Linked DNA regions of Mus musculus: all the other regions are linked to region 1. Evidence: chromatin contacts called from public HiChIP or PLAC-seq, Micro-C and promoter capture Hi-C data. All regions are on one chromosome and are shown on one strand. The core of a region is the stretch at or near the end of the contact, and the rest is flanking DNA. Distances in the headings are between cores, read along the strand shown.

What was found. Promoter capture Hi-C pulls out the DNA fragments that hold promoters and counts their contacts. A called contact is a pair of places that touch in the nucleus more often than the background predicts. HiChIP or PLAC-seq counts read pairs in DNA pulled down with a chosen protein or histone mark.
Region 2: an H3K4me3 HiChIP or PLAC-seq map of embryonic stem cells shows a contact between it and region 1, with 3 times the contacts expected there. The contact joins the promoter of Zfp90 here to the promoter of Has3 in region 1. A contact is called at or near these places in 13 of 39 promoter capture datasets (3T3-L1-derived adipocytes, cranial neural crest, embryonic stem cells and 8 more), 6 of 484 Hi-C or Micro-C datasets (the HL-1 cell line and embryonic stem cells), 13 of 115 datasets of contacts at active chromatin or transcription factors (T-cell acute lymphoblastic leukemia, astrocytes, bone marrow-derived macrophages and 5 more) and 2 of 9 other capture datasets (embryonic stem cells and macrophages).
Region 3: a contact with region 1 is called in a promoter capture Hi-C map of the SN4741 cell line, with 3 times the contacts expected there. The contact joins the promoter of Cdh3 here to the promoter of Has3 in region 1. A contact is called at or near these places in 3 of 39 promoter capture datasets (the SN4741 cell line, cranial neural crest and stem cell-derived epiblast-like cells), 1 of 484 Hi-C or Micro-C datasets (embryonic stem cells) and 1 of 115 datasets of contacts at active chromatin or transcription factors (embryonic stem cells).
Region 4: a Micro-C map of embryonic stem cells shows a contact between it and region 1, with 3 times the contacts expected there. The contact joins the enhancer-like site here to the promoter of Has3 in region 1. A contact is called at or near these places in 3 of 39 promoter capture datasets (embryonic stem cells and stem cell-derived epiblast-like cells), 21 of 484 Hi-C or Micro-C datasets (the HL-1 cell line, embryonic fibroblasts, embryonic stem cells and 5 more), 2 of 115 datasets of contacts at active chromatin or transcription factors (embryonic stem cells and pancreatic cancer cells) and 1 of 9 other capture datasets (embryonic stem cells).
Region 5: a FOXA1 HiChIP or PLAC-seq map of pancreatic cancer cells shows a contact between it and region 1. The contact joins the promoter of 1110028F18Rik here to the promoter of Has3 in region 1. A contact is called at or near these places in 5 of 39 promoter capture datasets (the 3T3-L1 cell line, embryonic stem cells, liver and 2 more) and 1 of 115 datasets of contacts at active chromatin or transcription factors (pancreatic cancer cells).
Region 6: a contact with region 1 is called in a promoter capture Hi-C map of embryonic stem cells. The contact joins the promoter of Cdh1 here to the promoter of Has3 in region 1. A contact is called at or near these places in 2 of 39 promoter capture datasets (embryonic stem cells and liver).

Annotation. Positions count from the first base shown.
Region 1 is chr8:106,868,793-106,873,680 of GRCm38.p6, reverse strand. It overlaps Has3 (hyaluronan synthase 3), which reads right to left and starts at 2,845. Exons shown (of 4, transcript NM_001331048.1): 1 at 2,730-2,845.
Region 2 is chr8:106,412,677-106,417,564 of GRCm38.p6, reverse strand. It overlaps Zfp90 (zinc finger protein 90), which reads right to left and starts at 2,238. Exons shown (of 4, transcript NM_011764.4): 1 at 1,795-2,238. The coding sequence starts at 1,827.
Region 3 is chr8:106,508,674-106,513,561 of GRCm38.p6, reverse strand. Cdh3 (cadherin 3) reads right to left here and starts at 2,710. Exons shown (of 16, transcript NM_001037809.5): 1 at 2,556-2,710; 2 at 2,221-2,338. The coding sequence starts at 2,603.
Region 4 is chr8:106,561,741-106,566,628 of GRCm38.p6, reverse strand. No RefSeq gene overlaps it. Among named protein-coding and RNA genes, the nearest start is that of 1110028F18Rik, 23 kb to the left of the region's middle. Within about 2 kb of position 2,573, at least 137 of the 459 cell types and tissues checked have an H3K27ac peak or open chromatin away from gene starts, as enhancers often do. A contact at or near this core is called in the HL-1 cell line, embryonic stem cells, epidermal suprabasal cells and 3 more, where this site is marked.
Region 5 is chr8:106,584,170-106,589,057 of GRCm38.p6, reverse strand. 1110028F18Rik (RIKEN cDNA 1110028F18 gene) reads right to left here and starts at 1,915. Exons shown (of 3, transcript NR_045470.1): 1 at 1,641-1,915.
Region 6 is chr8:106,600,457-106,605,344 of GRCm38.p6, reverse strand. Cdh1 (cadherin 1) reads right to left here and starts at 1,995. Exons shown (of 16, transcript NM_009864.3): 1 at 1,803-1,995; 2 at 938-1,058. The coding sequence starts at 1,850.

The sequences.
Region 1 (4,888 bases), core at 1,596-4,095:
CAGCATTTCTTGTCAAAAAAGCTTGAGCATTCTCAAGATAGGCCCAAGACAAAAGAAATGACCCATTATTAAAAACCATTATTTCTTACTGAACTTGACTTAAGACCACTGGAAATTCAGAGCCTAAGTTGCTGGGGTTCAAGTCCTAGTTCTGACATTTCTAACTGACCCACTCCCCTTTCAGCTATTTGACCCATAGAATGTATTATACAACTAACCTCATAGCATGTTCCAGGAGCAAACACGTGACATGTAAGGGCAGTAGAATAGTGTTGATCACAGACAAGCCAGATAGTCCCCTGGGATATGGTAGGTGTGATCTACCTGACCCAAAGCTCTTAATCCATAAGCTTCTGTGGGGACATTGGGCATAGAGGGGACAGCTCTACAGGCAGTGTGGGAGAAGATGGGTCAGGGGGCAGCCCAAGGCCTACAGCTACCACCTCTAAGTGTTAAGTGTACCCTGGGAGGGGACCATTCCCAGCACAGCAAAAGGCCCATGGAGAAAACAGGGGCAGGGGATGTAAAAGGGGTGTGAGGCAGACAGACACAAATCATTTCTCTCTTCCACCCTTCTGTAAGACACTGCGCAGGGTTGGCTTTCACTGTTTTCTTTACTTGAGAGGCAGGAGAAAAGGCCAAGAGATGGGAGAGGGGAGTTGGGGTGTGGACAGCCCTGCTGTAAGACCAGCAACTGAGCTATAGGGGACTGCAGCAAGCACTGCAGAGAAGGCTGCTGGGGAGCTCCGCCTACTTGGTCCTAGTGTCCTGGTAGGCTTGCCGGCATGTTTCCGGCCCAGCCACTCAAACAGTGTAGGTTCCCATTTGTAACTAAGTTGGGGTTTCTAGCCCCCATCCTGTTGGGAACAACTGTGCATTAATGAGAGGAGCCCAGGACTTGACATCGGAGACCAAGGTTTGGACACGCTCCACTGCCTCCTGGCTTCCTGACCTTGCCCAAAGACTTACTGTCCATGTCCCCAAGAGGGATGCTAATGGTTCCTTGCTTCTCAGATCTCAGGTAATTTCCCTGACAATGGATGCACATTAGCCCCTAAGGGCTTTCCCAGGTGGGAGCGTTAGGAAGCAGTGTGGGAAGGAGCGGCTGCCCTCCATTCCTGTCTCTTTAGCTACCTGTCCAGATTGGAGAATCCTTGTTTTAGACAATGACCCCTCACTTCGGAAACCTGCTTCAATCCTGGTCTCCCTGAATCCAGGCACCATCCCAATAGGAATAGACTCTGCTGCCAGAGATATCCATCACATAGGATGGGTGCGGAACAGTCACTGCTTAAATCCGCAAAAGCATTCTTCCAGCAGTGTAGATTGGAAAGAACTCTTGGCAGCTTGGCCTCTCCGGGAAGCATGTCCTCTGGGCGGCCTGCCCTACCAGCCCCGGGAGCCGCCGCATGCTTCCTCTGTAGGACTCCCAGCCCTCCTTGCACACACCCAGCTCAGGGAGCCCCAGGCATACGTCCCCTGCCTAGTCTCCAGCTAGAGCTGATACATAGGGGACGCTGCGGGCCCTACTGCCCGCCTCGTTCTGGGAAGGGACGGGAGGTGCTGTGGCTGGCCCAGCAACCTGCGTCCTGGCGCCCCGCCTCGGTGCAGTTCCAGAGGCTGTCCGGTCAGGTCCAAGGCAGCTAAGGAAGCTCTCGCCACGCTCCTCACCCGGCTTGAGCTTCACCCCGCTGGCTAAAGCCACACAGCCACACCCACGTGCAGGTTTCCCACGACTCTGCTGGGAAGGAACGGAAAAGCCAAGGAACAACTGCCAGCCCAGACCCTACTCATCTTCTCAGGGCCCCAGGTACCTTGGCAAAGGAGTGCCTGCAAACAAAGGCAGCATCCCTGCAGTTGCCAGCCCCCTCCATCCGGGGGCCAGACCCCCTCCCCCTCAGGAATTAAGAGGTACCCATCTCCCTACAGAAGACCCAGGAAGGTTCTGCAGCTGGATATTCTATGTACAGTCAGGCTCTGGCACGGGCTCTTGTTGAGGTCCTCTGCCCAGAGAGGACACTGTATTTCCCCAAGCCGGTTAACCAGAATGTGATCTTATATCCTGGGCCGCTTCCTCCATCCTCTCAAAAGAGATCCAAGAAAGCTCGCCCAGGCTAGCTAAGGCGCACTTAGATTCAAGGGCACGAGGGTGGGGGCGCTTTACGGGATCCATGTCCCATAGGACAATGAAAAGAAATAAAAACCTCCAGGCAAGGACGCACACCTCCCTACCCAGCAGTAGAACTTTGAGGGCTGCAAGATTAACAGCAACTCTCCCACTGACAGGTGCGCCCTGCAGCCGGGCTCACGCACGGCAGTACAGAAACTTGCACTAGCGGCTGGAGCTCCTCCAATCTCTCCTAGGCACCCTTGGACCTCTCTGAACCGGCAAGGAGGAGGAACTCATCTCACAAACCTGTGCTGTAGGGACCAGATCGCTGGAGATCTCGGTGTCCCCGCAGGTGTGAACCCCCTGCGGGCGTGAGTTGGGGGGAGGGGCACTCTAGCCTCGCTCCCCGCACAGCCTCCCTCCACCCCCAATTCATTCACAAAACAAGAGCCGCAAGGGAGGAAGGGAGGAGAGGCTGCGGGAGCCCAGGATGTCGGAAGAAAGGGAGGAGGGGGTAGGGAACATGGTGCAAGCGACTGCCGCCGGGAAGCATTGAGCGGCCGGAGCCCCAGGGTCCCCAGGTCGCGGTAAGAGGCTCCGGCCCCTTGGGTGCGCTCACCGTGCCGCCGGCTGCCGGCGTTCCGGTGCTCAGCAGGCCCGCGGCGGCTCCATGCTCCTCCTCCGGCTCCCGCCGCCGCGCACTGCCTCCACGGTGCCGCTGGGGCTCCGACTGACGACCGCCTTGCCCAGCAGAGCCGCCTTAAGTATCGCGCGCGACCCACTGGGAAAGGCGCCCTCCTCCGGCACCAGGGCAGGGAAAGTTGGCAAGAGTGGGAGGGCTCCCGGAGCCCGCGGGAGCGCCCGGTGCCCGGCCACCGGCTGGCGCTCGCCAGACTCGGGGTCTGTCGTGGACCTAGCCCCTCCGAATCGAGAGTCGCAACCTCTGCCTCTAGAAAACTAGGGACCCCCAGTGCAGCCCAAGGCTCAGCTGCTCCACGCCGACCTCCGGGCCAGCAGCCTTGGAAAGGCTGTCATTGTCCCTAGCCTAGTACCTGAAGCATCGTTAACTTTCCGGATGACCAGTGGGGACCTACAAAATCGTTCATGTCCATCCCCGCCCCCACGCCCCGCTCCCGAAACCTGGAAACCTACTCACCCTGCAAACGGGCTACCCCAGAAAATCTTCTGAACGCCAAGGGGCGGCTCGCTATGTGAGGGGACTCCCTAAAAACCTTCCCGGTGGCAACAGAGAGGGACAGAAAAGAAAAATTGTCAAATAAAAGGAGGCTGGTCAAAGAAGGTGTTAACTATTATGACAAGCTGAGCTTTGAATTCCGCAGCGGGGCGCTGATGACTTTAAGGCTGTTTGCAAAAGCTGCAGATTGGTCTAGCAGGAATCCAGGAGGTTCCGGTCTTAAAGCCCAAACGGCTCTTCCTCCCCACCTTTCTTTCCCACGTCCCGACCTCTTAGGTCCCCATCCGACATCCTCGCTGGCAGTTCCGTGGTCCCTGGAAGTTGGTGTAGACTCCTCCGGTGAGGTGAAGCCGAGAGGGAGTCCAGGGGAGAAGAGTGTTTGTTAGAGGTAGAAACTCTAGAACCAGCTGGAGATCTCGAGGTTTTACATCTCAGAAAAACCTGAAGAGAAATTGTAATTAAAGACTAGTTTTAAAAATGAATTTATGGGTCCTCCAACCGTCAGAGATAACTTCGCAGGCGGAAACAATTTAATAGGCATGTGAGCTGCTCCAGTCAGGAAGCCATCCCTCTCAGACATGCCCATAGGTCACTTAGCCACAGAATCCACAACACAGCCACCCTGGGCCCCTGCTCCGCCCACTCCCACCCTGACAGACAAAATCAAAACCTTTCACCCTGCTTCATTCAGGAGAAACACCACTGCATGGGCTAAAGGGCTGGGCAGTGAGTGAGTTTGTTTTGTTGAGACAGAGTCTGTAGCCCGGGATAGGCCTTTGAACTTCCCATATAGCCAAGGATAGATAAACCTGAACTTCTTATCCTCTTTAACTCCGAAGAGAAGGATGAGGGCCACCACACCCAGTTTATTCACTGATGGGGACTGAATCCTGAGCTCTGTGCATGCTTTGTCAAAGTTCTAGCCCCAGCTCCAAAGAGTGTGCTCTTAAAGGCTGTTGAGATGGCTCTTTGAGTGATGACACTTTGGACCAAACCTGAGTTCCAGTCTCTGGGACATGTTGGAAGGAGAAGGCCAACTAGCTCAAGTCCTCTTCTGACCTCTACACAATGATATACACATCCACGATAAATAGATAAGATATAGAAATAACGGCTGGTATTGACCCATGTTGTCATGTGTGCTGAGCTACCAATGGTCAGAGGGGCCCTGCTATAGCCTGCAATAGATACTCAGAGAAGTAGTGTCTGGGTAAAGAGGGTTGCTCAGGAGTCTGTCAGCTTGTTTTACTACGGGCTGTGACAGTATAAACCTCAATGTCTCCATGGTAGAAATGAGGTAGAGGAAGGACTGTTCCAAGATTTGCAGAGTCCTCGAGAGAGTACATGACAAGCCACAGTCACTTCAGCCTGAGATGGCTTCATCCGGCCAATCCAGCTGTTCAGTTACAAGCAGTTTCTAATTGGTGTTTAGATAAATCTGTTATTACAGATCCTAGGAGGCCGGGGCCACCCATGCCACGCCCAGAGGCATTCAAGTCTGGAGAAGCCAGGGTCTTAGGGATCCTTTTGATCTTCCCTCCTCTCTCCCAGAGTTGTAATATGCAACATTTTAGATCAAGGAA
Region 2 (4,888 bases), core at 989-3,488, 460 kb after region 1:
GTTCGGTTCCTGTCACATGGACTCCTTGCCTTATTAACTTGTCTCTCTTTTGCATCCTTTTGCTTTGCACATCCTCACCACAGTGCATGGCCTTCCCTCAGCTCTACAGAAAATACTCCTAGCCACTGTTCTAGACCTCGATCAATGTTCTTTCCCAAGGGTGACTTCTCTAGTTCTCCCCAGGCTGTGTGCAGTTCATGAAGGGATGTAAACCCAGGGTTCCCTGCACTCTAGGCAGCGACTCTACTGACTGCCCTACATTTTTGGACCCTATAAACTGACCTTAAAAGACACTGTTAGTATTTTTAACTAGATTGAACTTGATTATATGATATACATAGCAACTGACTGTGCTACATTTTTGGACTCTATAAACTGACCTTAAAAGATACTGTTAGTATTTTTATCTAGATTGAACTTGATTATATGATACCTGTAGCAACTACAACTTGTAGCTTACTGTTAAAAGTATTTTGTTATATTATGGGTCTCTCTGTGGGTATTGTGCAAACCCTTTTTCCCCTCACGAAAATAGCCTTATAAAGGCCCATATTATATTCCCCAAGCCTTCCCCTTTGCAACAATTAGCCAATCGTGTCAGATTATAGGATCAAGCTTCAATTAACGGGATGAGTTTCAGTCACCACCTCTGTGAGGGAGAAAAGACGGAAGTCACCCTGGCAAACTGTGGTTTTTAGCTCAGTTTTGGTTCAGTTGGACCATTTTTACAAGAGTTCAGAGCCCTGCTAGGCTTCTTTCAACTCTGTGCGATCCTTTCTTCCTCAATGCCTTGAGCTGAGATTTTTTTCCCCCGTTTCTAACAATTTTGTTCCTGTGAGAGCAGGTATCCAAGAAGCCAGAGCCATCAGGTCCCCTTTAACCTGTATTACAAGGTGGATGTGTACTTCCTGCCGTGAGTACTAGGAACGAAACTAATTCTGCAAGAGCAGCGTGTAAAAGCTTACAGTGTGTGCTCTTAACTGGAGCGCCATCTCTCCAGCCCATCCTTATCATTTTCCAGGAGGTGCTGGGAATTGAACCTAGGACCTCACACATACTAGGCAAGTGATCTACCACTGAGCTATAGTCCTAGTTCTTACCTTCAACTCCAAAGAGAGTTCAGATTATGTTCTCATCAAAGTAAAACGGACAGCCTCAGAGCTTATGTCCAGAAAATGCCCCTTTTGCTACAACTAAAAAGTGGGTTGATAAATCTGTCTCTTACTAATTAACCTGAAGCCGGGGCTATGGAGGGTGCGCACTATTATACATTTGTTAATGGGGAAAGAAAGAAAGGAAAATAAAACGAGTGGGGCGGGGGGGGGGGCAAGAAAAGCTGGAGCTTGTCTGACCAGGTTTGGCTGTAATGGTGGTCTCCGACTCAGCGCCCAACCTTCACCGGCCTCTTATTCTAATAGGTCTCTTCTGCCCCCCTACTATCTCTTTATGGCCTTTGGATGGGAAGCAGGGGGCTTTTCTATTTTGTCCCTCTATCCTCCATTCCTCACTGAAGAGTTCTAAGAAGTGCACACTGCAATAAAGTCTCAGTGCTGACACCCCCAGAACACTTCCTCTCACAAGATCGCACTTCCCTAGTCTCCTCTTTAACTCCATCCTTTCAGAAATCCTGCTCTGCCCAGGGCTGGGCACTTTGGGAGGGGTTTTCTCCAGAGGAGGAGACTCAAAGCGATCCAAACTAAGACTCTCTATACCTATACCAATAACTGTTCCATACAGACTCCGGGGGCCTCTCAGGGTGGGATGCTCCGGGCGGTGGGGGAAGGCTCGGCTCACCTGGGGCTTGGCCGTCGGAGGTCTCGGGGCCATTCCTGCCTCAGTGTGTGCTGGCTATGGTCCAGGGCTGAGGAGAGAGGACAGGATCCACTCACCGGGCTACCCCGAGGCCCCACCCCTTCAGCTCTGCAGCCACTTCGGCCGAAACGTGGGGAGGAGCCCCGCCTTCTCCTGCTGCTCTTCCCAAGGCCAAATGAAAGGCCCCACAGCTTCGGGACAGTTCCTCCGGCCACGCCCAGTCCGTCCGCAGGATGGTCGGCGAGGCCCGGAGGACAGCCTCCTACCCACTGCACTCGGAATCTGCCTCCGGGGCTTCGGAATCCGCGACCTCAGGTCCGCCCCTCTAGCGCCCGCTGCAGTTTCTTGTTCCCGGCAGTACTGCTCTGCAACAACAGGGTCGGACAATGGCCACAGCGGCGGGCGCAGAGCCACGAGTGCGACTGCGCACAATGATCCTCGCGCCTGCCCATCCACGGGTGCAGAAACTACGATTCCCAGCTATCCTCGCGTGCCCGCCCTGCAGAGGTCCTGCCTCCTAGTGGGGGGCTGCAGTAAGAGCACAAGAAGGCGGGCAGGTTAGGTTCAAAGTTTTTCTTTGGTATGTGTGTTTTCTGGAGCTGCTGGAAAGGTTCAAAGTTTTTGTCGTGTGTGTGTGTGTGTGTGTGTGTGTGTGTGTGTGTGTGTGTGTGTGTGTGTTGGAGCTTCTAGAAATTCTCACCGCTCCTTCTTTTCTTTTCTCCTTCTCCTCCACCTCCCATCCCGTTCCCTTTCCCTCCCCCCTCCCTCTTTCTCCCTCTGTGTAGCTCAGGATGTCCAGAAACTCACTCTGTAGACTCAATTCTCAATTCTCTTAGCACACAAGTGGCTAAGGATCGGGAGTTCAAGGTTATCCTAAACTGTGGTTCAAGACCAGCCTGGGCTACAAGAGACCTGGTCTTACAAGCCAAAATAAATAAACAATGCATGCACGAATGACTAAAGTGTATAATTCAATAGACTTTAGTACATAAAAAGAGTTGCACAACCATCGTTGTAGTCTCCTCTTTGAACATTTTAATTAGCCACAAAAGAAAAAAAATCATGTACATTAATAACCGTCCCCTCGTCCTAACCCACCTCCTCTCGATCCCGGGCAACCACTGACCTGTGCTGTCTTTGTGACAAATCTGTCTCTTCTGGGTATCTCATAAGATCAGGCAATATGAAGTTTTATGATTGGCTTCTTTCAGTTATTACAGTGGTTCTGAGTTCATTCACATCACAGGAGTCTCTATCCCATTCTTTTTTAATGCTGAATGAAAGATCTGATTGCCCGAGTGTACCACATTCATTCATCAGTTGGTAGCGTCTGCGTTGTTCACACTGTGAGATTTTATGCTTTTATCTTCAAAGCAACATTACAGAGGATATGTGTGTACACACGTTTATGGGGGTGCAGTTTCATTGATCTGGGGTAGATACAGAGAAGTTGAATTATAGAGATTTGGTAGCACCATGTTTAGCATTTGAAGGAACTGTGAATGTTTTCTAAAGAGGCTGTATCACTTCCATCTTTTTTTTTTTTAAACTAACAGCATATAGATTTCAACATTCCTACCCACACCTGTTACTATTTGTCTTTTTATCACAGTGTTCTGTGGATTTTTGCTGGGATGCGGGGGCGGAGAAAGTATAAATAACAACAAACCCCTTGGAAACTCTGCAAATACTTTCCACACTAGACAACAGTAGCAGACAGATACGCACAAAACAGAAGTTTAAGAGACCCTAGAAGGATTCCTAAGGCAGAACTTTCAGTAAGAAGCACAAAACACAGGCTAGGGTAAGGCTCGGCACCAGGCACTACAGCTCGTTCCCCAGCGCTGGCAGCCACACAGCTCACAGATGGGGGCCAGAGTATCTCCTAGGGACCCCAACACAAACAAACGTATGTATGTATGTATGTATGTATGTATGTATGTATGTATGTATGTAAAACGTATTTGCCCATACCTTTTATTCTTGCAGGGGGAGTGGTGGTGGGTGCAGAGACAGAACGATCTCTGTGACTGTGTCAGTGTGTGTGTGTGTCTGTGTGTGTTGGGGAGAGGGAAGTTGGACAACACTTGGGAGCTGGTTGTCTTTTTCCACCTTTCGACGTTTGAATTCAAGCCTTCAGGTTTTCTCTGCAAGTGCATTTACCCGTCCAGCCGTCTCTCTGGCCCTATGACGTTATTTGTACGCATTGTCTACAAGATTGGGGGGTGGGGGGCTTCAGTTTGTTCAAAGACCATTGTTTATAAAGCCTGAAGTTGCCATTGGAGAGGGACCAACTAGACCCTTCAGTAGGCAAGGAGCCGCATTCACAGCAGTAAGGCATGCAATGGAAAACCCAAGCTCAGAAGAATTTATTGACTCTCTAAATTGTCCCGCACAAGGGCTGGGGCTTGCCAGAGGTCGAGGTGTAATTAGTTCCGGTTTGCGGTTGGCTGTTCAGGTGGTTGTTTCGTGCAGGCAGTGAGAGCAGGGATAAGCTTGTGAGTAGCGACTCCCTGGATCAACAGGCACAGCGCATGATGCTCTTTTCTCATGGTCCAGGAGTGGACCTGCAAAGCCGGGACCCTTAGGATGCTCTTAGCCACGGGGTCCTCCAAGGGTAAGTGTGGCTCTCTGCCCTGGTCCCTGGGTAGCGGTTATTGTTTGGTGCCAAACACAAGAATTAAGAAGCTGATCAAGGAGTGTTTGTGTCCTCAGCAAGTTCAGAACTGTACATTCACAGAACTACCAGACGTCTAGCCTCTTAGAGCTGTCTCTCTGACAACGGCCTCCACATATGCTTCAGATTCCTGGGTTTTGAGATGGAAAAGACAGAACGTGCTGGGACACGGAGGAAGAGCCCCAGGTATCCGAGTAGTGCCCTCCCCCACTCCCACCTGGTGCCCTGGTGGGCAAGAGGCCACCCTTTTTTGCCTAAGAGGTGGATACTGGACTCAGTGTGACCTTGTTCAAGCTTGGGGGAGCCAAAGAAACCGGTTAATAACGCCAGATGCCTTACTCCGCACCCGCTGTAGGATAACAGGCAGGACCATTTGGCCCTCTCTTGCACACTGGATCA
Region 3 (4,888 bases), core at 1,461-3,960, 360 kb after region 1:
TTCAATATCAGGAAGCCACAGAGGGAAGAAAAATAGACTTCTGAATGCACTCTGGCCACAAATAATAAATATTCTTATTGGGTGTTTTTGGTTCGTTTTGGTTTTTTGATAAAGGGTCTCACTATGTTGCCCTGGCTGGCCTGGGAGAGCATCTGCCTATGACTTCTGATGGGATTAAAGGTGTGCATCACCACCACAGCAAACTAAGTAATTTTTTAAAAAGGAGCTAGGATTTTGCTATAGTCTCTATGTTGGGCTAAATTCCTGGGACCAAGAGATCCTGTCTCGTCTCTGAAGCAGCTGGGACTATAAGCACACCATCTAGTTTGCAAAGTCTCAACTTACTAGCACTAAGTGGGCCGGAAACTTGCTTTCACTCAAGACCAAAGTGATTTCCCATTTCCAGGGAAGTCTGTCCCGAGAGTCAGTAGTGTTTGTCGGGAAAATCACGATGTGCCAAGCACATTAGTCTACTCTGTTTTATTAACCAGGTACATTCTTGGTACAAGCCTACCATTTTCACAATCATAAACCAGACATCAGAGAAAGCAGAATTTCCTCAGGAAAAAAAAAAGTTTTAAAATTGGTGATGTCACCAGGAAGCTCAGGCCAACTCAACCATGTAATCAAAACCCTGATCAGCAACCTCAAGCCAAGGAAAGTGGCGGCTAATCTGATACTTTTTGCTTCAGTAAGGAAGATAAGACACAACTCAAAGCTATACCTGCTCTCTGAATACAGCAGAGGATGTGGAGGTGGGGGTGAGGGCTGGGGTGGGGGCGTGGGGTGGGGGGAGGTGGATTTGGCAGAGATCTGGTCAGCCATAGAGCTTCCTCAGGGAGCCAGAATTGGATTTGGGGCCCTGGCCAAGTTAACATTTTTACAGGTTGGCTCAGTTGCAGTTTGTTAGCCCGCCAGTAATAAACCCATGTGCAAGAATTTAAAGTTTATGAGGCATGGCCTCTTACTGCCTAGGCTCCGGCTCCCTACAGCCAAGCCTTTAAGGAACCTAGCCTAGCCTGGGTGTTAATTGTTTTGTCAATCTGCAGAGTTATTTGAGGAAAAAAAAAATTTTTTTTTTAAAAAAGGCGTTCTACAGACACAAGGGTCTCACTTTTCTTTTGGAGAAACAAAGGAAAGTCATTCTGCTTCTCAGCGTGGACACCCCCATATTCAAGCTGTGGACGTGTGGACCTGGAGTGAGAAGCACTAGAAAATGCTAGGTGGCAGATGCTTTTTGGAAGTCAGCAGAAACTAGAGATTCCCTTCCCACGTTCTCTGGAACTTTACTTAAGGATCCGAGTTTAACAACTTGGGTTTAAACTCCCGAGAAAAATCCCACTGTCCTCTGTAGTCAAAGAGCCCGCTAACCAGCTGATAGATGCCCGAGTCTCATGACACACTGGTGGTTCTCAGTACCGAAATGACCCTCCACTTTTAAGTTTTTGAACTTGAGTGGAGAAAATCGCAACAGAAAGATCAAAATGTGCTTTGATCGCTCGCTCGCTCACTCACTGGTCGGCTTGGGACACAGACTGCCTTCCCCCCTTCCCCCGCGACTCAAGTAATTAACATCCTAGTACCAAGACGCTTGGAGTGAGGGACCTAGTGTTCCCGGTGCGTGATGCCCTCCGCCCAGGTGTGCCAGGCCATTCGCAGGCAGGCTGCAGGGGCGCAGGCCCTCCGGGAATGGCAGGGTTAAGAGTGCATTCCAGCTGCCCGGGAAGAAGGGGGGCGGGGAGGGCAGCCTGGAGAAGAGAAACAGACCGGGTCTGTCTGTCGGAGACACAAAGCACGGTTCACAAAGGGGGCCAGAGAAGGGGCGAAGGGGGCTGCTCAGGGCACGGTTCATCTCCACACCTGCGCGGGGGTTGCGGGAGGAATGTGCACTGCGCATTCCTCTACTGTGGCGGGGCGGGAGAGTTTTCCACGTCGGGGCTGGGTGAGGGGCTCAGCCGCGAGGCACCGAGAGGTCAAGATAAGCAACAACAGTAGCAGCGAGGCACAGAAGAGCTGGACGTTAGTAGGCGCACCGTTGCTCAGCCTTCTCGCGCCCAGCCCAGCCCGGGAGCCACTTTCTACGCCTCCCGAGGATGTGGGGTGGCTCCAAGACGTCCCAGCTCTGCTCTAGACAACCTTCCGATGCGCCACAGTAAAGCGAAGCACGTGTGGTCTTCCGCACTGTGGCTCCATCCAGGCTGGCTCCGGGAGGGGTCTTACCTTTCCCCAGAACTTGGCTCGGCTCCAGGTCAGTTCCTTCCACCTCCAAGGTCACTCCAGCCTCCCCGATGAAGCCCGCTCGGTAGGGCTCGGAGACCACGCTGCGTAGCCAGCAAACCTGAGTGTGAGGGTAGAAGGGTTAAAGAGGAGGCTGAGTCACAGGCATGCCTGGTTCTGTACACCCATTCTTGGGAGTCCTGGGGGGGGGGCCCTCCGGGACAACCTTGGCCCCAAGGAGCACAGCCCTAAGATTCCCCCGACGCCCGCAGCGTGAGAACCCCACCCGCCCTCCAGGGAACAATCCGGGTCAGGACCATGGCAAAGCACTGTGGTACCTGGAGCAGGAGGAGCAGGAAGGCGTGAGGCCCACTAAGAAGCTCCATAACTGAAGGGAGGTGAGAAGGCTGCCGCGACGGTGGGGCGCGCTCTGCTAAGCTCCGGGTGCAGCTTTGAGCACCGCGGCTCGCTGGAGCCCGCGGGAGGAGGCCAGGTGCGCTCAGGTAGCTGCTGATTGGTCCAACGTCACAAGGTCCCGCCCCCTCGCAGGTGGGGTCGAGGCCAGCCTGCCGAAGGCACTCTCGAAGCCCTAAAGGTCCTCCCTGGTGCCCTCCACCGGCCTCCCTGCTCTTCTGGAACTACTTCTGAAAGGTACCCCGTGGCTCTCGCAGTCTCTGGCTTCGATGGAAAATAATCTAACAAAACAAAACCCCCCAATCCACTCCACCTCAGCCTCTGCAGCACGGGAAGACAAATATTCCATTGCTGGCAGCTACAACGGAAAAAAAGTGGAGACGCATCTGAAACCCGACAAAAAAACAGAGGCTCCCCATTCATGCTACCGGAGGCGCTGTGTTCAAAGCTTTGATGAAGGCAGGGCGTGTCTTTACACCCGCTACAGAGGGGTCTGCCCTCTGCCACTTTCTCTACCTCCCACACTAGGCCGGGGAGGGGCAGGGGCGGGGGCGGGGGAGCGCTCCCGGGTTTTAAAAGTGGCATCGAGGTCTCAAAGGACCGCGCTACGCGATCTGATACACGTGTGAGAGAATAGTAACTTCCGTTTGCAGCTGGACAAATGGAAGGCAGCTAGTACAGAAAGTCCCAGAGTTTGGAAGCCATAGTAACTTCAAAGGGCTTGAGGTAGGGCACAAGCTATTTGTTATCAGCCCCATTATTTCTGGCACCCCCAATATAAATGTTTTCTTTCTCCAAATATAATTGTTTCCTTAATTTTATGTTAAATGCAAACAATGGAGATTTTTGCGTTATTTATTATTGTCATGTATGAATGGCCCATCGCACACATGTGAAGGTCAGAGGACGACTTTGTGGAGTTGGTTCTCGCCTTCCTCCTTTAAATGGATTCTGGGATTGAACTCAGGTCGTTAGGATTGTGCATTACCTGCTGGGCCCAAACTTTTTTTTTTAACACTTATTTATGTATTTATTTATTTTATGTGAGTACACTGTCGCTGTCTTCAGACACACCAGAAGAGGGCATCAGATCCCATTACAGATGGTTGTGAGCCACCATGTGGTTGCTGGGAATTGAACTCAGGACCTCTGCAAGAGCAGCCAGTGTTCTTAACCTCTGAGCCATTTCTCCAGTGTGCTTTACCTGCTAAACCATCTCCTTTGTCCGTTTTTTGTGTTTGCTTGTTTGTGTGGTTTTTTTTTTTTTTTCTTTTGTTTTGAGGCAGACTCTCACATTGTAGTCTCAGGCTGGCCTTGAATTCATTCAAACCTTCTGTCTCTGGCTCCTAACTGCTGGAATAAAAGACAATGACCCACAATGACCAGCTTAACAATGATGACTTTTTAAAAAAAGTGTAATGTGTCTCAGGCTGGCCTGAAACTATGCACCTGGGATGGCCTTGAACTTCCGATTCTCCTGCCTCTACCTTCCTAGTACTAAGACCTTGTACCTAGTACTAAGACTTGCCACCCCATGCACAGGTTCCAACGGCCCCATTCCCCGTGCCCTTTCCCTGTAAAGGCATCTCTCCCCCATCCCCTGCCCCTCCTCTCTGCAATGCTGGAGATTGAACGCATGACCTTGCACACCTGCCAGGCAAGTAAGTGCTCCACTGCTGAGCTGCAGCCTCAGCCCTGGATGAGACAAGCCTTCTGAACCAACGTATCCCCCCACCCCCATTCTCCGAGTGCGCCTCATCTTGCATTGCTCTCCAGAGAATCCCAGGATGATGCTTTTTCTCCAGCTAGCTCAGCTTTAGAAGTTTATGTTTGTTTTGTTTTGTTTGCCTTCAAGTATTAACCTGTACCTACCTGTCCTTTCTACCCAAGTCTCTGGCTGAGCAGTAGAACTTATGATGTAATCAGGCAAGCATTGGCTCTACTCGATTTACTGTGTGGGATTTAGACTCGGGTCCCACCTCTTACTGAGGCTATTCAGCTGTCACTGGGATTATTTTGATACCTACCCTCTGAAAGTACTGTACTAGAGCCAGGAGAGGGGTGTGCCTTTAATCCCTGCTCGGGGTGTGGAGGCAAGATGATTACTGCAAGTTCAAAGACAGCCTACACTACATAGTGAGTCTTTGTTTCAAAAAAAAAGGACTAGACTAAAGGAGAAGGCTCAGTGGATAATGTGCTTTGGTAAGTCCCAAGTTCAAGTCCCCAGATTCCACGGAATGTGGATGGCAGTAGCCCA
Region 4 (4,888 bases), core at 1,324-3,823, 310 kb after region 1:
CTTTGGTTTTGCATACTATCTGAGCCTGGGATCTTCCTTCAGTGATTTTCAGGCCCTTGCAATAAACATCATGACCGAAACCAACATGGGGGATGGTTATTTGACTTACAAGTTTGAGTCCATCATGAACAGAAGCCAGGGCAAGAACTCAAGTAGGAACCTGGAGGCAGGAACGAAAGTAAAGACCACGGAGAAATGCTACTCTTTGGTTGGCTCCTCATGGCTTGTACAACCTAGGACCACCTGCTCAGGAATGGCACCACCCACAGTGGGCTGGGCCCACCCACATTAACCAGTGACCTAGAAAATGTAGGTCTCGGGGCTGGAGAGATGGCTCAGAGCACTGCCTGCTCTTCCAAAGGTCCTGATTTCAAATCCCAGCAACCACATGGTGGCTTACAACCATCCATAATGAGATCTGATGCCCTCTTCTGGTGTGTCTGAAGACAGCTGCAGTGTACTTACATATAATAATAAATATAATAATAATAATAATAATAATAATAATAATAATAATGTAGGTTGCTTATCATAGAAGAACATGCCTTTAATCCCAGCACTTGGGAGGTAGAGGCAAATGGATCTCTGAGTTTGAGCTAGCCTGGTCTACAGATTGAATTCCAGGACAGCCAGGACTATATATAGAAACCCTGTCTCAGAAAAAAAAATGATGGGGGCTGGAGAGATGGTTTAGTGGTTAAGAGCACTGACTGCTCTTCTGAAGGTCCTGAGTTCAAATCCCAGCAACCACATGGTGGCTCACAACCATTTGTAATAAGACCTGACACCCTCTTCTGGAGTGTCTGAAGACAACTACGGTGTACTTACATATACTAAATAAATAAATAAATAAATAAATAAATAAATCTTTTAAAAAAAAGAAAGAAAAAGAAATGATGCAAAGGAAGGAAAGAGAGAAAGAAAGGAAGAAGGGAAGAAAGAAAGTAAGTTGCTATTGCAGATGACCAGGGTTCAATTCCTAGCACCCACATGGCAGCTTACAACTGTCTGCAACACCAGTTCCAGGGGATCTGACACACTCTTCTGACCTTCATGGCGTACATGCATACATGCAGGCAAAACACTCATACTCATAAATAATAAAATAGAGGGGGAAAAAAGAAGAAAAAAGTGCCACACAGAACTGCCTTCTGGCCAATCTGATGGAGGTGAGACCTCAGTTAACATTTCCTCTTTCCAGTCAACTCTAGCTTATGTTAAATTAGAAAACAAACAAACAAAATGCTAACCAGCACACAGATGTGTTGGCACACATATGTAATTCCAGCACTTGGGAAGAAGAGGCAGGCAGTCTCTGTGAGTTAAGGCTAGCCTGGTCTATATAGCCAGTTTCAGGTAAATTGGGGTTAAAAAAAAAAAAGTGGCTGGGCAGTGGTGGCGCACGCCTTTAATCCCAGCACTTGGGAGGCAGAGGCAGGCGGATTTCTGAGTTCGAGGCCAGCCTGGTCTACAAAGTGAGTTCCAGGACAGCCAGGGCTATACAGAGAAACCCTGTCTCGAAAAACCAAAAAAAGAAAAAAAAAAAAGTGGCCATGTGATGATGGTGTTTGCCTTTAATCCCAGCACCGGGATGCAGGTGCAGGTGGATCTCTATGTTCGAGTCCAGCAAAGCCTACATAGTGAGTTCCAGGACAGCCAGGACTACATAGAGAAACGTTGTCTCAAAAACCACACATGCACACACACAGTAATAATAATGATGACAATTAGATAGTGAACAATTGAAGAAACCCAACATCAACCTCTGGTCCACATCTCCAGCCGACACATGTACACACACACAAACAAGTACATACATAAAAAAAGAAAAGCTCTTGAGATGGTTATTCAAAGATGGCATCCTGAGAAGCTGACACTGGGCTGTGCCTGAGGAGGTAGGGGCTGTCTTGCCACGCAAAAGGCAAATGCAGAGGCCCTGAGAGAAGTGAGTTTGATTTGGAGGGAGGGACTCTTAACCACAGTGTCTTGTGAGGGTAGGTGTTTCAGCCTTGACCCTCTAGTAAGTCCTATGAGTCAGCACTGTCTTCCAGGAGTGCTGTGGTAGTCAGGATAACTCAGGAGGCCTTTTCTGCCCTGCCCGCTCTCCTAGCCTCAGAGCTTACTAAGAGGGCCGTGGGGACAGGAATGGCAGGGCCAGGTTTCAGCATTCTTGACCCACCCATCCCCTTTCAGATTCCCACTCCATCCTGCAGCTTGCTGGGGGCTGAGAATAGTATGACATTTAAGGAATGATCAGGGCTCCTGGCCCACCATGGATTGGAGAGGGCCTAAGAAAAGATAACAGCAATAATAACAGCAGGCACCTCTTACCTTAGCTTTGTGTCAGAATAGGCCCTGATACTGAGTGTTCCTCAAATACCATCCCATAGGGCTCCCTTGGGCTATTTGGGAGAAGTCAGGCTGTAAGACACACACACACACACCTGCCACTACAAGGTCTGTACTGCTAACCAGGGCTCTACTTTCTGACTGGCTCCCAGTCTGCCCTGGGGCCCTGAGAAAAGAATCTTGCGGCTCCAGTCTGCCAGGTTTGCAGCTGACACAGGCCCAGGCAGGCCCTGGCCTCCCTGTTGGTGACTGTGGATGGTTCAGTGAAAGAATCAGGTTTTGCTGGCTCCAGAGGCGAGCTGAGTCAGGACTTTTCCCAGGGTTTCCAGGGCTGGGCCTGGCCCTTCACTCAGCACTGAGCCCAGACCCAGGGAAAGATGCCCAGCCATTGGGCGCCCTCCATCCCATCCCTTTCTTCACTTGCTTCCACTCCAGCTCTTCTGCTCCAGACATTCTGGCCTGCCTACTGAGCCCTGCCAGCCCCTTCTGCATATAGCTTTCACTTTCTGTTCCTCTCAGTGAGACACACACTTGTGAGCTCACTCCCTAAGTCTGTGCTCAGACACTTCTCAGCTATGCCTTCTCTGACTACGAGAACTGAGTCCTCACTCCAGTTTCTTTCCTCTTGGCCCTACCTCAGCTCTCTCTTCTCCTTAGTAAGCCCCACACATTTAGCTTTTATGAGACAGTTTCTCATGCAGCCCAGGCTAGCCACATACTCTCTATAGTATATAGGCAAGGCTGGCCTCGAACACTTGATCCTCCTCCTTCCACCACCCAAGCACCAGGATTAGAGGTCTATGCCACTGCACCAAGACTCTACACATTTTAAAACCAGAGTCCGGGCTGGTGAGATGGCTCAGCGGGTAAGAACACTGACTGCTCTTCCAAAGGTCTGGAGTTCAAATCCCAGCAACCACATGGTGGCTCAAAACCATCCGTAAAGAGATCTGACGCCCTCTTCTGGAGTGTCTGAAGACAGCTACAGTGTACTTACATATAATCAATCAATCAATCAATCAATCAATCTTTAAAAAAAAAAAAACAGAGTCCCTGACATGTCAGTTTGGATTTTTAGCTGCTTGCTGAATTTCATTTTTTTCATCACCAACAATGGTACCTGGCATAGAACAATTTGGTCAATAAGTAGATATTATGTGGGCTCGAGAGATGGCTCAGAGGTTAAGAGCACTGACGGTTCTTGCAGAGGTCCTGAGTTCAATTCCCAGCAACCACATGGTGGCTCGAAACCATCTGTAATGGGATCTAATGCCCTCTTCTGGTGCATCTGAAGACAGCGACAGTGTACCCACATACATGAAATTTTTTTAAAAAGTAGTTATTATGTAAATGAATATAAAGACCCTGGAATAATGCCCACTACACGCAAAGGGGCCTCAGAAGAGGCTGGAAGGACTGACATAAGAAATAGATATATCTTGAAAAACCAAAAAAAAAAAAAAAATATATATATATATATATATATATATATATATATATATGAATAATGGTGCCTTTAATCCCAGCACTTGGAAGGCAGAGGCAGGTGGATATCTGACTTCAAGGCCAGCCTGGTCTACAGAGTGAATTCCAGGACAGCCAGGGCTACACAGAGAAACCCTGTCTCAAAAAACCAAAAAAGAAAAAAAAAAAAAAAAGAAATAGAGAACCACGGTCACGTGGGCAGCCCTGCCTTCATGCAGGACCTGAATAACATCTGAAGGATATTTTTGTCCCGTGTGCCTGCACTTTGGCTCCAGCTGTAACTTCTGGCAGGGTAAGGTGTGACCTTGTGATATTGGTCAAGTGTTCTACCTTGGAGTGTAGTCCAGGAGGCACCTCAGTTGGATGCTGTTCTTTAGTAACCACCAACCTTTGTTTGTTTGCTTGTTTGGCTGGTTGGTTGGGTTTTTTTGAGACAGAGTCTCTCTATGTAGTTCTGGCTGTCCTGGAACTGGCTATGTAGCCCAGGCTGGTCTAGAACTCAGAGAGTTCTGCCTGTCTCTGCCCCCTGGATGTCAGCATTAAGTGCATTTACTGTCGTGTCTGGCAGAGGTTTGAATCTCAGGATAAAAAGAGGTCTTCGGACGGAGATACCTCGGTTGGTAGAATGCTTGCTTGCCACTCATGAAGGATTACGTTCAATTACACACTTCATAAACTAGGCGTGGTGGTATATTCCTGTTAGGTTAGCATTTGGGAGGCAGAAACAGGAGAACAGCGGGTGAAGCTACATAGAGAGTTCAGATTGGAACAGCCTGGGACACCTCAGGTGTCCTCAAAGAAAACATAAAGGCCCATCCTTGTCACTCTGTCTCTCCAGGTATCTACCTGTGTAGATCAGGCTGATCTGGAACTCTCAATTCCTTTCAGCCTTCCTCTTAAATGCTGAGATTACAGGTACGCACCCTGGTGTGCCACCACACCCAGCCCAGCACTTCTCCTAACTCTCTCCATTTCCTTTTCTTGACTTTGTTCTAAACTTACTCATTTTATTATTGTACGTGTACAGATGTTTTGCCAGCATGTATGTTTGTGC
Region 5 (4,888 bases), core at 666-3,165, 280 kb after region 1:
AGCTAAGTAAACACAGCAGACAGGAAATGTTAAGTAAACATTAACTATTATCATTTCCACAGTGCACATTACTCAGTGGCCAGGGCTTTTCCTGAGCCAAGTCCACAGAGAGCAGGCCCTCTCCAGCCTAGAGAGTTAGTCAGTCAGACCTCCTGATAAGGGGTGGTAGGTCTCTCCCATTGTACAAATAACTTTGGTCTTAGTGATGACTGATCAGGACTGAGAACGGCTGTTAAGGCCAAAAGCTCTGCAGCAACCTGTGTCACCTCCATGCAAACAAACAAACAAACAAAAAAAAAAAAAAGAGAGAGAGAGAGAGAGACTGCCTCCCTTCTCAGAGTGGGGTGTGTGTGTGTGGAGGAATCAGGCCAATATCAGACCCAGCCTAGGGGAGAGAGAAAGCCCCTCCCAAAGGGCAAGCCCTCTTGAAGTTTGCCAGCCAATGAAAATAGCTCCTTGACAGTCAGTTTCACCCTGGCTAGATAGAATCACAGATACCAAGGGAAGGGCTGGAAATTCACTGTGTGTGTGTGTGTGTGTGTGTGTGTGTGTGTGTGTGTGTGTGTGTGTGTGTGTGTGTTGGGGGAGTGTCTAGAGACAAACAACTCTGCTTTTGCTTTGTTTGATTTAGAATTCCAGGTAGCCTAGGCTGGTCTAAAACTCACCATGTAGATGAGGCTAGCCCTGAACTTCTGATTTTCCTGCCTCGATCTCCTAAATAGTAGGATTACAGATGTTTGCTAACGTGCCCAAATTGCTTTTATTTTTTAAATTAAAACATTGTTTTCTTAGACTATATATTATTCTATATCTAGAAGTGATGTGTGGTGTGTGGGTGTGTGTGTACATGCGCACACGCACAGGGTACATGGATGTGTGTGTGTGTAAATTTTCCTTACTATAAGGAACTTTGAAGCCAGCATGATAATGCACACTTGTAATTCCAGCCCTAAGGAGGCTGGGGCAGGAGGATTATAAATTGGAGACCAGCCTGGCCAACATAGGGAGTTCCAAGCCAGCATGAACTACACAATGAAACCCTCCCTCAAAAAACGTCAAGGGAGGAAAGAAACTTTGTGTCTCACTTTTTTTTTTTTTTTCAATTCCCAGGAGCTAGCCAGAACATATTGTAGGGAACTGGCTGGTGTGATCTGAAAGCAAAATGGTTTTCCTTCAGTAACTCTGTTTCCCCTCTAAGATAACAAACAAGCCTAGAAGAAGTTCCCAGTTTTCTTCTAACCCTAGAAAGTTTGAGCCCATTTAATTGAGTTGATTAATCTACTTATTTATTAGTTAGATTGTTTGTTTTTGAGAAAGCCTCTCTATGTAGACCAGGCTGGCTCACAGAGATCTCCTGTTTCTGCCTCCAGAGTGCTAGGATTAACAGTGTGTGTCACCATGCCTGCTCTTTCAGCAGATCCTACTGGCATGTGCCACCACAACAGGCCATGCCTGCTCTTTCTGGTTTTGCTTTAGTTTTTTGTTGTTGTTGTTGTTGTTGTTGTTGTTGGTTTGTTTTTTTTTTTTTTTTTTTTGAGATAAGGTCTTGTAACTTTAATTCTTTAAATCCTATTTTTAATGATGCTTTAACCTCCCTTTTAGCTCACCAGCCACCAGAGGTAATGAAAAAGAAAGGATACAGGGGTCAGGGGAGAGTAGACCTGTTTAGGAAGGTTCTCTGGAAATCAGTTCAGGTCACAGGTTACCAGGCAGCCGAAGCTCTACTCACTCACAAGCATTTCATGGATACACCAGCAGTCCAGTTCAGTAGAGTTGGATTAGTAACAGTGGTGACAAGACCTAGCAGAGCCAGCCAGGCTTCAGCCTGGGCTCCAGTCAGCCGGAGGGATTAGGAGGAATGCCAGGAGAAGTTCTCAGCTATGCCTCTCTCAGGGAAACGAACATCAGCAAAGCCGCCACACCCATAAGCGTTGCACAGCTAGCTCTATAAGCAAGCCAAGCGCAGCCTCTGTTACTATCCCTTGACTCCTTCAAACATCACGTGTCCTCCACATATCTTGCCTCAGACGGGTCTTGCCTCAGCATGCGCATCCAATCAGCCCAAGTCCTTGGAAGCAGCAACAAACTGCAGCACACCCTCAGAAGCTTTTTGGTGCATTTCTCTCTGGTGTCCCAACAAATGCAGCTCAAAGCATGCAATGGGAGGCAGACCAATACATGTTAGCAAAAAAAAAAAAAAAAAAAAAAAAAAGAAAAGTCCTTCATCACGTGCCCTTTCACATGCTTGCTTTAGCAGAACATCCTCTCTCCTGTGTCTGCTTCAGTCCGCCTTAGCCTTTCACACCTGGGTCCACTTTAATGAAATGTTCCTTCAAACTCGAATGTTTGCCCCAGCAAAACTATCCAACCAACTTTCCAAAGAACCATCATGTTTCCATGTTAAGGTCTCATACTCCAGGCTGATCTGGCACTCGGGGGATGATCCTGAACTTCTCATTCTTTTATTCCCAACTCCCTAATTCTGGGGAGCTACCACAAGTACCCTGGATATTCTGTCTATGGGATGGACCGCAAGACTTTGTCCTTGCTTCAGAAGAGCTCTGCCAGCTGAGCATCACCCCTGGAGCTCCCAGCCTTTTTTTTTTTTTTTTGGTTGGGGGTGGGGGGCAGGGGAGTTGAGACAGGGTCTCTCTGTGTAGCCCTGGCTGTGCTGGAACTTGCTCTGTAGACCAGGCTGGCCTTGAACTCAGAGGTCCACCCATCTCAGCCGCCCAAGTGCTGGGATTAAAAGCATACACCACCACCAACCTGGCAGCTTTGTTCTCTTATTATTTTGAAATAGAGTCTCATTAAATTTTCAATACGGCTTTGACCTTGCTCCATAGCCCAATTGGTGATCCTCCTGCTTCAGTCTTCCCAGTAGCTAGGATTATGGGTGGCACTGCCAAGCAGATAATTTTGGACTTCTTGGCATTGGAGGCTATATAGTATTCTGGTTGCCATTTCTTCCCATAGGAGCCTTGGAGTTAGTTCTCAACTGAGTGAAATTTATGGGTCCTGTCCATTGATTTTCAATTTTCAGCTCAATCTCCAGACTAAGCACTGGAGGAATAGTTACAGTTACAGAACAAAATATAAATGTTCTGAATAATGCATGATGATTAAAAATTGCAAGCCAGGCACTTGAGAGGCCAAGGCAGGCACCGGGTTGCAAACTGTTCTACTCGTATTAGGGAAGTCTGCATGGGAAGCAGCGGTTCCTCTTTCCTCTTAGGGAAACTGAGAGGTGGTAAGATTATCCATGGCCAGTAGTAGGCAAACTGGGGTAAGATATAGTGGACCAGGCACTGTGCTAAATACCAGCAACAGAAAAAAGGGCAATAACATTATCTACATAGAATGACCCTTAGTGCTAGGGTGACCAACTGTCTCCATTTGCCAGAGATGAAGGGTTCCCAAGACAAAGGACTTTACATGCTAAAACTTGGACAACCCCATATAAACCTCCGTAAGTCAGTCATCTCAGACTCAGTAAGCATTGAGTGACCTTCTGCACTTGAGTGTGCGTGTACACATGAGTGCCACTTAAGCCTGTGTTGGTAGAAGGGCTGGGATTTAGTTTTTCCACATTTTATAGGAGGCAAGGTGGAGCTGGCCCGGTTGGAGGCAGACTAAAGCAGGTGGCAGAAACTTCCTGTCAGGGTTAAGAAACCAGAGCCATAAAATAAGGGCAAAGAACAAGGTGTCCAAGGCAGTCTGGGAAAGTTCCAGGGTCCAGACTCAAGGGGAAGAGGCCCGTATTGTTCAATGAGATCATTTGTTCAGTCAGCCCGTCCGTCTGTCAGTAAACATTCACTGAGCCACCAGTCTGCAGGAAGCACAGAGCTAACAAGGAAGGGCCGTTTCTGTCTGTGAGGAGCTTTGGTCTGCTAGAGCTAACAGACAAGGAAACTAGGGACTTAGAATCCAGGGCGAGCGACTGTTGAGATGGCTCAGTGACTAAGAGTGCCGCCTGCACATACTAAGAGCAAAAGTTCAGTTCCCAGCACCTACACGAGTCAGCTCAAACCATCTGAGACTCCAGATCTAAGGGATCAGACATCCTCTTCTGGCCTCAACAGGTGCCTGCTCTCACATGGCAAACACAACACACACACACACACACACACACACACACACACACACCTTTTTGGTTTTGTTGTTTTGGTTTTGTTTGAGATAGGGTCTCAATATATAGCCCTGACTGCCTGGAACTTGTTATGTAGACCAAGTTAGCCTCGAACTCTCAGAGATCCACCTATTTCTGCCTCCTTAGTGCTGGGATTTAAAATGTGCCTTTATATTTAAAAAGGAAAGAAGAGCCGGGCGGTGGTGGCACACGCCTTTAGTCCCAGCACTTGGGAGGCAGAGGCAGGCGGATTTCTGAGTTCGAGGCCAGCCTGGTTTCCAAAGTGAGTTCCAGGACAGCTAGGGCTATACAGAGAAACCCTGTCTCAAAAAACCAAAAAAAAAAAAAAAAAAAAAAAAAAAAAAGGAAAGAAGCCAGTTGGGGTACCTCTAATTAATTCCAAATCCCAGCACTTGGGAGGCAGCCTGGTCTACAAAGAGAGTGAGTTCCAGAACAGAGAAACCCTGTCAAAAAAAAAAAAAAAAAAGTAAAGAAAAGAAAAGAAAAGAAGAAGAGCAATAAGCAAGATGATATTGCCAACATTTAACAACTAGCAGAGCTGGGCTCCTGGCCACTAATGAATCAGGAATTAGTACTGGGTTAGTGGGGTAGTGGGGTAGTGGGGTAGTGGGGTAGGGTTCCAAGCCACCTGCTGTGTCTGGCTCCCCCCTCCCACTCCCTCTTTTGGTTGGCAGAAAAATGAAGAAGCCTTGCTGGACCAGGGAAGGCACTGCTTACTAACCAATAGGAAAACATTCC
Region 6 (4,888 bases), core at 746-3,245, 270 kb after region 1:
ACCCAACTTCCAAAGCTCACAGCAAACTTTTAGACACCATCATGAGTGCTGTAGATTTTTCAGGTGGCTTACGACTGGAAGAAGAACCTCGGTGAATCTATTCCCAGAAAGGGATTGTGTGTGACTTCTCCTTTTAAAATTATTGCTTTTTGTTTATCATACTTTGGGGATCAACTAAAATCATGAGGGGGGAGGTCATTTTGGTGCAAAAGAAGCACCTAGAAACTAGGGAAAATAGTTAAAAAAGAAACAACATTAACAAAAACCTGGTCCTCTTGCCTTGCTCCCAGCCATTCCCTACAGTTATACAAAGAAAATTCTAGATTATCACAATAAGACCTCAATATATATTGAGTGTTTGAATGTATGAGTCAGAGCTACCTTTTCTTTTTTTTTCTTAAAGAAAACAAAAAACAAAAAAACAAAAAAACAAAACAAAAAAAACCTATTCCTTGGGAAAGCAGCACCTGTATCGAGTATTTTTATCCTTATGAACAAAAACCACAAGTCATTATGAACCGGTTCCTCAGTGACTATACCTAAATAGTGGGAGTCAAATCCCGGTTCAAATGCCTGCCCTGCTGACCCTGTGAAGTCACTCTATGAGCCTCCAATTGCTCATCATTAAATGGAACTACAGTCCAACTGGCTCTACCCAGCAGGTTTGGCGGTCTGAAATGATAGACCGGCTCCAGTAATCAGTTGGAGGAATACCGATGACCTCTAAATACCCTTGGCCCATTTCTGCCCCGTATAAATAGCAGAGCCAGACATATCTACCTTGATCAACCACAATCGATAAATAAGACTCCCAAATCTGCCGTAAATTCCAAGGAAGAGTTTTGTCCATTCCACCCTACCAGCATGGTAGCACGATTTCTTGGCGCCTTCACTACCCGACCCCACTCGGCCGAGTAACACCATCAGTTTCCCTTACCTCTGCCCAGGACATGGCCTCTCTCCAGGTGCCTCTCCGGCACCGGGAAGGTGTAGACCTCGGAACTGAAGCCGGGACTGCAGGACTCAGGCTCCAGCTCCTGGCAAAGCCATGAGGAGACCTGGGATGGAGGTAAAGTAAGCAAACTGGTGACTTGAGGGGGTTCCCAGCAGCCCACACCGAAACCAAGGGTAACCCTTCCCTCGCCTCGGGCGCCGGGATTAGTGGGGAGGACCCCCCTCAGGGCACACAGGGACGCTATCCGCTCATCCCGAAACCAGCCGCCAAGCTCCAAAAGCCTTTGGGGGAGGGGACATCTGGGGCCACCACCTGGCAACCTAGTCCACCTTCCTCTCCTAGCTCCATTTGCATCTCACTGGAGACGCCTTGACTCTTCCGGACACCACTTTCCTTCGACCGCGAACGGTCTCAACGCACACCCGCAGACTCCTCTCGGGTACCCCAATCTACGGTCCCTCCCTAACAGGACAGGTGCTTTTATAATACTAAAATCCCTTCCCTTATCTCGGATCGTCCGCGCTACTTCAGCACCCCACCTTCTACAGGCAGGCCCCCATCCTGCTCCACGCCTCCTCTGTCTCAAACAGGGACCCTGCTCAACCCGGGGACCCGGGAGCCGGCAGCGTGGCGCGCCCCCACCTGGGAACCTGCGCCAGAGGCGACCACTCCGCGCCCGCCTGGACCTCCCTCCCACTCCACCGCACTCAGCCCCGCACCGCGCAGCGCCCAGGGCGATCTGGCCCTCCGGATCCCAACTTTCTTGGAAGAAGGGAAGCGGGACCACAGCCGGCAGAAAAACACAGCGAAGCGGATCATGGGGCACGAGTCAGGACCCTCCACATACCTGCAGCAGGAGCAGGAGCGCGGAAAAGCTGCGGCACCGGGCTCCCATGGCGGACCCGGCAGACGCCGAGCAAACACTGAGCTCGGGTGCGGTCGGGCAGGGCCGGGTTAGGCCGGGCAGGAGTCTAGCAGAAGTTCTTGGGAACTCAGTAGTGCGCCGCGGCTCCCACACCAGTGAGCAGCGCAGAGGCTGCGGCCGCCAGGTGAGCCCGCAGGCACCGCCCCCGGCGCCGCTGATTGGCTGGGGACGCACCTGCAGGTGGCAGCCAAGGAACTGCAGGGCCCTCAACTTCCTCCACCCCTGTCTGTAGTTGGTGGCATGGGGCCGGCCTTAGAAGACTTCCCAGCTTCCTATTCCACGGTCGTTCGAATCCTAGCCTAGCTGTGCTCTGACCCACGGAGACATGGAGTTACAAAGGACTTTATTCATCATCTAGGTTTCCGTTTTGTTTCTTATGTTTTTATTTTCTTTGGTTGGATGAGTTTGTTTGCTTAGGGATTTTAAATGACATTTTAACATGGGGGGAGGGGTGCGTGCGCGGGCGAGAGCGCGATCCTGTGCTCGCAAACGCACGTGCCACAGACCGATTGTGGAGATAAGACGACAGCCTTCAAGAGTCAATTCTCTTCTTCCACCAAGAGGGTCTTGGGATTGCATTGCCGCCATTGGCCTTTACTGACTGAGCTATTTCTCCGACGGTTTTATTTTGTTTGGTAGCTTTTTTGTTTGTTTGTTTTCCAACTCAGGTGGGCCTGGAATTGTCTTAGTCTTAGCCATCCTCCTGTTTCAGTCTCCCGAATGCTGGGATTGCACAAGTGGGGTACCAGACCAGGCTAATCTAATTTTCTAACACCTGACCGGCTCCCTTTTGAGACATAGCCTTGCTATGTAGCCCAGCATGGCTTTAAACTCATCATTGTTCAAACTCAGCCTTCTCACTTCTGGGATGGAGCTACAGGTACCCACTACCTTACTGCCCGGCTAAAATCTGTTCTCTTAACTTCAGTTCTCAGGACTAGGTAACCCAGACTGGCTTTGACCTTGGGACCCCCAAGTAGCAGCATCCTATGCATCCCACATCCATCAGGTTTTTTGTTTTGTTTTGTTTTGTTGTTGTTGCTTTTTATTTTAAATCTTTTACTTACATTGTTCTCCCTCCGTGTATGTCTATGTGAGGGTATCAGATCTCCTGGAACTGGAATTACAGACAGCTGTAACTACCATGTGGTTGCTGGGATTTGAACCTGGGTCCTTTGGAAGCAGCCAGTGCTCTCAACCACTGAGCCATCTCTCCAGCCCTCCTCATCAGTTGTTCTGTTGGGTTTTATTTTTTAATAATTTATTTTGTTTATGTGTATTGGTGTGAGGATGTCAGGTCCCTTGGAACTAGAATTACAGCCAGTTGTGAAATGCCATGGGGGTGCTGGGATTTGAACCCGGTCCTTTCGAAAGGCAGTCAATGCTCTCAACCGCTGAGCCATCTCTCCAGCCCTCTCCCATCTGAGCTGGAAGAGATGTTACTCAAATCTGTTATTTACCTACAACTTGATATCGTGTAGCAAGTCAACGTGTTAAAGGAGGAAAGTCCAGAACTCAAGCTCTCCTGTTCCAGAGATTGAGACGTTTAATACCATAGTCATGGCATAGCCACCTGCACCTGAGAATTCTGTCCCTGGTACATAATTTTAGGATCAAAAATAAAATAGACAAATATTAGATTAGTTTCCCTGTCTGCCTATGGCCTGCCATGTCCGTGTTGCTTGGATATATGAAAACAAAGGCATCTCTCATTCCTATTGGTCCAACCTTGGCAAAACAGAGATTGGGGATGTAGCTCATACATGAGGCCCTGGGTACCACCCTCAGCACAGTGTAAAGCAGGTATGGTGGTGCCTATAATAGGCACATAGGGATTACACGTAGGCAGGAAAATCGTGACTTCAAAGCCACCCTCCTCAGCGACAAACTGGATTTGAGCCCTGAGAATCTCAAGAAGCAACCAAAAACTACAAAATCATATATCCCTGCCAGTCACTAGCCTGTATGGCACTGGGCAAGTCCTCTTCTGTACTAAGGCCAAAACAATCACTGAGGTGTGGAGGCTGTGCCTTTGAAAGGCCCAGCCCTATCTGACCATCAGTATTTCCCATAGTGTTAATGGTGAACCTGAGCCCACAGAGAGCACAGCCTCATCTATAGAGGTGCTGTTTCTAGCCCACGTAACCCACACTAATTCTGCCAGCCTTCCCTGCAGGCTGACCGCTCTGTTTTAATGGCTTTCCAAGCACGCGCACACGCACACACACACACACACACACACACACACACACACACACACACACACAGCAGCAGCATTTTGGATTTCCGCTTCTTGGTTCCCTCTGCTTCTTAGCCCACCAGGCAGCTCAGAGGGCGAGGACTCTGGTATTTCCTTTCCCACTGAAGCTCCTGCCCAGATCATGCCCTGAAAGAGAAAATGGAAATAAAGAAAGGGGCGTCTTCTCTCCACGGGGCAGCCTCATCGTTTATTTTATTTTTCCTCTCAGTTACATAAAAATACATATTTTATATCATGGCTGGGTGCAGGGAGTCTTTGGAGCGTTGCTTTCTTTTGCCCAGCCAAGCACTGGCCTCGGAACTCCGAGATGACTCTTCATTGACCCTTCCATTACACAGTGATAATTCAATAAAAAGGATTTTAGACAACAACTAAGGGCAGCAATACAGGTCAGGTCTAATGCACCCTTCAGATTTCTCATCAAGTCCTCTGGAGAGGGACAGAAAGGGTCACTCAGTGCCTCAGCCTGGCTATGCAGGCTGACAAGAAAGCACCAAGAGGCTCCCTATACAGTTGGGGCTCTGTGCAGTAGTGACCTTCCTCAGTTTACCCTTCTGTCAAACAGGCATAAAACTTCAATTGAGTATGAAGACTCACCGAGCCAGTAGGTAGAGACTCTGCTGCAGGAACCGAATTATGCACTCTCCCCTCCACCCGCGGCTGCATTTATGAATCCATAAAAGGGTGGTATTGATAGCATTACATTAGGAAGGTTCTCGAGTGGTGGTGGTGGTGGGAGATGGGGGGA